Regions from separate parts of the Oryctolagus cuniculus genome. Here region 1 is linked to region 2. Evidence: chromatin contacts called from public Hi-C data. All regions are on one chromosome and are shown on one strand. The core of a region is the stretch at or near the end of the contact, and the rest is flanking DNA. Distances in the headings are between cores, read along the strand shown. Region 1 has its middle 300 kb from the start of FOXO1. Region 2 has its middle 110 kb from the start of FOXO1.

Region 1 (4,044 bases), core at 897-3,396, 180 kb before region 2:
GGTTGCTGGATGAGAGGCTGGGAAAATCACACCCTCATTCTACCATGGGTTATACCAGGAGATATGCTGGGGTCAGAAACCCAGCTCTCCCATCTACTGCTTTGTGGCTCTGAGCAAGTTTTTTCCCATCTCCCTGGTGTTCAATTTCCTCTTTTGCAAAAAAGGAACAATAGTATTCACCTTATGGAGTTGTTGTTGATATTAAGGTAAAATATTCAAAACCCTTTAGACTAGCACCTGGCACAAAGATTCTATTCATTATTCTATAATTTTACCTAGATACCCATTTCAGGTATTCATGCCCTATTCCCACAAGTAGATTTTCTCTCTCAAAGGAGCCCTGAACATTTGTCAGATCAGTTCATTTGAAACTATTTCTGAACCTTTCTCTTATTGAGCCATCTCTAGGTAAGACAGTGTGCTAAGTCTCATTAGAATGCCGGAGAAGAGGTTGGCGTTGTGGTGCTTTGGATTAAACCACTGCTCGTGAAGCAGGTATCCTGCAGTATCAGAGTGTAGTTCTAGTCCAAGCTGCTGTGCTTCCAAAGCAGCCTCCTACCAATGTTCCTGGGAAAGCAGCAGCAGGTGGCCTAAGTCCCTGGATCCCTGCCACCCACACCGGAAACCCAGATGGAGTTCCTGGCTCCTGGCTTCTGCCTGGCCCAGCCCTGGCCATTATAGCCATTTAGGGAGTGAACCAGTGGATGGAAGAGTTATTTCTCTCTGTCTCTCCCCTGTCACTCTGCCTTTCAATAAATGAATAAATAAATATTCTTTTAAAGAGGCCAGGATAGTTTTCCTCTACCACTGAAGCTTCCATGCTGGTGTCCAAAAGTGGTGACCTCCATGCAGCCCAAGTCCCAGTTGCAGAACTGCTTCATGAGCTCCACAACCAACAGAGCCAGGGGCCAAAAGAGGGTGGGCTCACTGCTGGTTCCATGGAAGAAAGGTCAGAATGGGTGGGCACCAGAGGGTGTGAGCCCATGTACACCATTTTGAAGTCACTCACAGACAGCCATTTCTTGTGCAAATCATCTGATCTGGGTGGGGCATTCAGTCCAAGGGACATGGCCATTGGCGAGTCAGGGGAGAGGAGAGGGATGGAGTTTATTGGATGTCATGGGGAGATATGAATTGGGGTACAGGGTAAGACCAAGCTGGAAGCTTAGAGACAGATTCAAAAGGAAGTTAGGATGCGGGGGCCATGGCACACATTGGGCATGAAGGAAGTGAAACTGGAAATCAAGCTAGAGGAGAAGTAAAAATGTGATGAGAGAGAAGTTATGCAATCCTTAAGAGAGGGAGGGACAGAGAAGGAACAATGGGCAGGAAGAAAGTCGGAAGCAAAGAAACTGACCAACGTACAGGGGCTAGTGGATGGATAGACAGGCCAACAAACCAGAGGAAATAGATAGAAAGAGATTAAATCCAATGGGTGGAGCTTTTCTTCTTGAGCCCTGTGCTGGGTGGACATACAGGACCAGGGAGCCAGGGAAGAAGTCTCTGAGAAGGTGGGTCATGGGCTAGGCACCTGCCAGGACAGTGAGGCTGAGCAGAAGTTCAACTTCTCAACATTTTCTTTTTTATTATTATGTGGGTTTTATATTATTTTTGATTTATACATAATAATTGAACAGGTTTATGGGGTACAACATGATGTTTCAATACATGCTTTCATTGCATAGTGATCAAATTAGGACCCATCCCTTAAATATTTATTTCCTTGTGATAAGAACATTCAAAGTCCTCTCTTCTAGATAAGTTTTGAAATACATGGTACATTACTATTAACCACAGTCCCCCTACTGTGCAACAGAACACGAGCACTGAGTTGGTATCTAACATTGTACCCCTTAACCAATCTCTCTCCAGTCCCCTGCCTCCCAGCCTTTGGTAACCACTGCTCTAAACTGCTATAAGATCAACTTTTTCAGATCCTACATCAACACTTTCTTTTAATGGTTAGTTACAAAGCAACACATACTCCAGCACTTCATCTTAGTTCTCAGAAAAGAACTGCCACACACTTGTCCTACTCTAAGAGGGCAGAGAAATGTTCCAGAGACATCATGAGGGCATGCTGGTGAGAAAGCTGGGACAGTCATATAAATCTTCAAAATGGGGTGAGTATTTATTGGGTGTGTTGTTTAGCAGACACAAGACAGTGCTGATGTCACAACCTAGTAGATCTGGGCATCAGGGATAGTGAGTAAGGCTTCCTGGCCTCTGTTCCTGCCTTGGCCAGAAACGAACTCTGTGATATTGAGCAATGAACTTAACCTATCTGGACATGTGCTTATAAATTTGCAAAATGAGGAGGTTGAACTGGATGTCTTCCAAACTCACTTGCAGGGCTAACATTCTAGACCCTGCAGTTCTATGAACACATGGTTATTTATACATCAGAATTTTTCGCAATGCCCAAATGGTATTAGCAGTCTTGCCAGGCATGTCAATAATATTTTATTTATTATAGTACTATGAAGTGAATAGGTTATTTATCTTCTCCTAGTACAACTTGTACTTGAATACAATTGCAAATGCACAGTAAATCTCTCCTCCTTTGAACTCCCAAAGCATTTTGATCTAAACACCTTTTAGTGTACTTATCACATTCTGCTATGGTTAAATATTGTTATTCAGAAAGGTGCCTTATTGTCTACAACACAGTGTTAAGCTCCCTAAATGCTTTCTGGACACCCAGCTGCAGAGAGAAAAAAGAATGGAGCCGTTGGGGCTGCTCACGCCTTCATAGGTCGAAGAGCCCAGGACCACAGCTTACGCAGCATTCACACTCAGGAGGTCCTCACAGAACATACAGCCAAGGAGAAGGTAAGACATTAAAGGAACTGTTCAAATAAGTCTAATGAGGGGTCTCATCCTTAGCTTTTCCCCAGATGTACCAGAATGGCCAGCCTGAAAACTTTGCCTAAAACTGATATGCAGTGGCTCAACCTCACTGCAAATGGCCCCAGTCCTGATACTATTAAAGGGGAGGTGGGGGTGGGAAAGGAAGACAAGAAAAGCAAAGGGATGGTAGGATACCCATAATCCCAGTCGTGGGACCTATGCACACAATGGCCTGCAGCTGAACAAGAGAGAACACCACATGGAGGTGGAGGAGCCAGCCTTGGGTTGGCTGGCAAGCATGTGCTCAGCTGACAAAATGAGAATAAGGGGGAAACACACAGAAAGCGTCAGGTGCTGGCTCAAGGCAGAGTCTCCTCCAGACACATTTTCTAATCATCCTGCAGGAGGATTAGATCTGGACCCAGTGGGTTTGCTTCACCAAGACCCCAGCAGCCCTTCTGCCATACAGGTGACCCTTCAAGCTCTCTGTCCTGTGCCTCTTTCTCAATTCCCAAAAAATCAAAACTCATCCCCAACTCCCCCGCAATGCTCAGGATCCCTGTTAATAATCCACTTCTCAATGGCGCCTCAGTGTCCTAACCCCTGTCCCGCCTCTGCCCTACCTCTGGGCCTCATTCCCATTCTGGCCAGCAGAGGGACGGTGGCCTCCCTTGTCACGGGCCACCCTGTGTGTGCAGGGGTCAAAGGCCCACTTCCTGTTTCTCTCCTGGTGCCTCAGCAACACGCCACAGTGCTGTATCACATTCCAGGCACTTTTCTCTCCTGAAGTCCCTTCTCCCAATTCCAATGCCTATTCTAGAAAGACCCTCAGTGAGGACTCTGCCAGCGAGTGTTTGGGGACTCTCACAGCCCCCAGGTTCCTGCCAGTCTGGATTTCTGTTAGCTGAAGTTTTGTCTGTATTAACTCACAAGCTCTTCCAATTTCTCTCGTGTGTTCACTGGGTGCCAGTTGGTGTCCCAGCTTCTCCATTTTCAATCCAGCCCCTTGCACCTGGGAAAAGCAGTGGAAGATGGCTCAGGTGCTTGGGTCCTGGCCAGCCAAGTGGGAAACCCAGGTGAAGTTCCTGGCTCTTGACTTTGGCCTAGCCCAGTGCTGGCCTGTGTGGTCATTCGAGAAGTGAGCCAGCTGATGGAAGATCTCTCTCTCTCTCTAACTCTGATTTTCAAAATAAA
Region 2 (3,793 bases), core at 838-3,337:
CTCTTCCTCTGTCACTCTGCCTTTTAAGTAAATTAATATTTTTTTTAAAATACAATGCTTTACCTCACTACAGGTCTAAGGAAAAGCAGGAGAGAACAAGCCTGAAGAGGAAGGCCACATGTTTGTCCTGTTCATGCCTCGGAGTGTCCCTAGCACCTGCTAAGGGTCCACTACGCTGCAGGTGCTTGGTGGATCCACTTAACTGTGGGGAATGAACAGCAGCAAATGTTGAGGCATTCTGGTAGACTAGAGGATGTTCTCAAACCTTGGTGTTTATAAAAATCATTTGCAATATTTAAAATATACGTCTCTCCACACCCTGCTCCCATCCCCTGCAATCTAAGATTCTGATTCCCAGGTCTGGGGAAGGGGACCTTGGAATTTGCATTTTTCAATTCTTCCTAAGTAGTGTCATTCCGAGGTCCACAGCTAGCAGCTCACACCTGGGGAAATGCCCTATGTCACTCCTGAAGCCCGCTCATAGCCACAGGCCCCTCCAGAGTCCCCAGGAATTCCATGCCCCTCCAAAGAGCATGGATTCTACTGGTCTGCAGGCCAGAATGCCTGGGTTTGCTCTACTCTGTAATTCAGAAGGAGGCTGAGGACTTAGCCCTGGCACAAGTGTCTGCTATCCTTTGACTGAAGGTATTACAAATGCAGAATGCTATTAAAATCATAAAACCTTTTGAATCAAGGCCCTTCCGAATAAGCCATCCACTTTTCGTAATTACAGTTATTGCTTTACCAAGGCTTTAGAACTGCCCTGGCCAGCTCTCTGCTGTGGCCCGGGAGTGCAGTGGAGGATGGGCCAAGTCCTTGGGCCCTGCACCCGCATGGGAGACCAGGAAAAGCACCTGGCTCCTGGCTTCGGATCAGCGCAATGCGCTGGCCGCAGCACACCGGCCGCGGCGGCCATTGGAGGGTGAACCAACGGCAAAAGGAAGACCTTTCTCTCTGTCTCTCTCTCACTGTCCACTCTGCCTGTCAAAAAAAAAAAAAAAAAAAAAAAAAAAAAAAAAAAAAAAAAAAGAACTGCCCTAGAAGACAGTATCAGCTCCTCGAGCAGAGAAACTCCCAATTCCAGCACCTTCTCTGTGCTGACTAGTGCCCGGTTTCGCTCTTCCAAACATTGTGCACTGGGGCCCTCATCCTCTGGAGTCTACCAGGTGACAGGAGCCTCCCTACTGCCCACATGAGCAGTTCTCGCTCCAGGGGCACACGGGCAGCCCCTCCCCGGACTGGACATTGGAGGCAGATTGTTCATTACAACACTTCACCAATGATGGTCAAAACAGCACCTTTGGGAGCCAAAGCTGACTCAGACTTTTTTTGCTGTCGAATACATTAAGAGATTCTAATCCCAGAGGGGACGTTATTGTCCAAAACAGATGCTAAATTTTCATTCATTTGCTTCCTATCAGTTTCCCCAAGAGTCAGATCTAGCATGGAGCAAATGGCTGGGTTTTGAGCCAACCCTTTGAGTGAAGAAGGTAACAGACTCCAAAAGTCTTACACAACAGAATACCCAGGCCTGGAAACATTCCGAAGCCTTTTTATAGTTACCCAGAAATGACAAAGGAAATTATTGACTCCAGGAAGGTTTGCAGATTGGTGCAGCTGAGGAGTCCAAGAAAGCATTTGTCTTATGTCTTCCTCCCTCTCCTTACTCCTGCCAGTAACCAAGTGACAACAGTTATTGCTAGTCATCTATTTTTTAATCATGTGATTTTCTTACAAAAGACAAGGACAATTGCTCAGATTGTTGTTTCCAAAAAAAGGCACATGATGGTTACATGAGACTCCATACAGCTGTTAAATGCTTCCAGCCTGCCCAGTCCAAGGTTTTGAAAATTATATCCATGCTTTTAATGGAATATCAATTATTTGAGACACAGAAGAAGGAATCACGAAGGAAAATGGAAGCTTAAATGTTGATTTACAATACAAATAGGGCCCTAAGAACTTCTGAGGTCTCAGGCAGTGTGTTCAAAAGGATAAATGAGGGGCAGGCATTTGGCACAACAGTTAAAACGATGCCTGGGAGGCTGGATCCCACATCAGAGTGCCTGGATCCAAGTCACAATTCCACTTCCAATTCCAGCATCTTGCTAATGCACACCTTGTGAGGCAGGCTCATGTACTTGGGTCCCTGCCACCCACGTGAGACTCAGGTTGAGTTCCAGGCTCCTAGCTTTGCCATGGACCAGCCCTGTCTGTTGCTGGTATGTGGGAAGTGAACCAAGCAGGTGAACAGTCTCTCATGTCTGTCTTTCCAATAAATGTTTCTTCTTTTTAAAGAATAAGTGAAATTTTCCTGTTCAGGTATATGTTTTATCACAACTTCACAATTACTTCAAAACTACATTGCCTGACTTCAGAAGTATCTCCTTTTTCTTTTTTATAAACTGTTTCGCAGGTGTTTGGGAAGGTGTGGTGAATGAGATAGAAAAAACTTCTGTCTTCTGAAGGACACTTTCTTTCAAAATATTCCAAAAGTTGATTATTTTAAATGTTTTGAAATTTTAAAAAAAATATTGATTTGTTTACTTGAAAGGCAGAGGCAAAGAGAAATAGAGACAGAGACAAAGAATCAGAGCAGTCTTTCATCTACTGGTTCACTCCCAGAATGGCCGTAATGGCTGGAGCTGAGCCAATCCGAAGCCAGGAGCTTCTTTCGGATCTCCCATGTGGGTGCAGGGGTCCCAAGCATTTGCGTGGTCTTCTGTTGCTTTTCCAGGCACACTAGCAGGGAGCTGGATCTGAAGTGGAATAGCCGGGAATCGAACCAGCGTCCACATGGGATGCTGGCACCATAGGCAGTGGCTTTATCTGCTACACCACAGCGATGGCCCCCTGAAATATTTTTTTAAAAATCAGAATGTGAAAGCCCCTATTTTATCCAACCCCCTTTTGTTGGGGAGAAGTGGGGACATCCCCCAACAAACAGTACTAAAACAAAAACTCCAAGGGGCAGTGCTTCTGTCCTTCTCAGGTGAGGAGGTGTAAAGACAAACCATTTAATTGAAGGTGGCCAGATGCTTTTATTTTAAACGCAGAGCATTTAACAGTTCCAGGATTAACACAACCCAGCCATTCCTATGACCTGCAACCCTCCTCCAGCATGCCGGTCCTGCTGACGGCAATTTTGGAGGTGGGGGCTAAGCCAAAAGCTGGCTCCATCCCAGACCCACAAGAAAGTAGCACAGAAAAGGGCCTTGCTGCCAGTCACCTCTGTCCAATGAGCCCCGTCAGACATTCCATCACGGGTCATTCACTCCTCTCCTGCCTTTGTACTTTCCCTGGTTGAAGACGGTGAATAGCAGCTCCAGACTTGTCAAAATACTTTGGGCTTCTTGGTCTGCCTTTAATTCACTGGAATGTTGGCAGATATAGACGGGTTTGCCAAAGAGGAATGCCTTTGGCCGTGTCCGGTAGCCAAATGCACTGGCCAGTTGCTTTAGGCTCACCGGGAGCCTGGTAAGGACCCAAAGGCAGTCAGACCTGGCTCTGATCTCATTAGATGCCTGCAGGGTCATCTTGAATTATTAAGAATCATTATTATCTAGCCAGAGCTCAACAACAGCCACATGTGTGTATTTGGAAAAGGCGTCCTGCACTCATATAGTTCACCTGTGTTAACTCTGCTGTAGCAGTCGGTTGGCTTTGAAGGGTAGAAGGGTGGACCTTGACTGACAAAGAGAGCTGTGCAGCACTCCAGATAAACAGAACTTGCAGCCATGCAATGGCTGGAAGCGTGAAAAAGAATGGCTGAGTGTGACTGGTGTATTAGGTG

Evidence for each region. A called contact is a pair of places that touch in the nucleus more often than the background predicts.
Region 1: a Hi-C map of embryonic fibroblasts shows a contact between it and region 2, with 2.9 times the contacts expected there. The contact joins two enhancer-like sites. A contact is called at or near these places in 2 of 6 Hi-C or Micro-C datasets (embryonic fibroblasts and psoas muscle).

The regions. Positions count from the first base shown.
Region 1 is chr9:73,132,888-73,136,931 of mOryCun1.1, reverse strand. No RefSeq gene overlaps it. Among named protein-coding and RNA genes, the nearest start is that of FOXO1, 300 kb to the right of the region's middle. Within about 2 kb of position 2,146, at least 2 of the 8 cell types and tissues checked have an H3K27ac peak or open chromatin away from gene starts, as enhancers often do.
Region 2 is chr9:72,952,170-72,955,962 of mOryCun1.1, reverse strand. No RefSeq gene overlaps it. Among named protein-coding and RNA genes, the nearest start is that of FOXO1, 110 kb to the right of the region's middle. Within about 2 kb of position 2,087, at least 1 of the 8 cell types and tissues checked has an H3K27ac peak or open chromatin away from gene starts, as enhancers often do.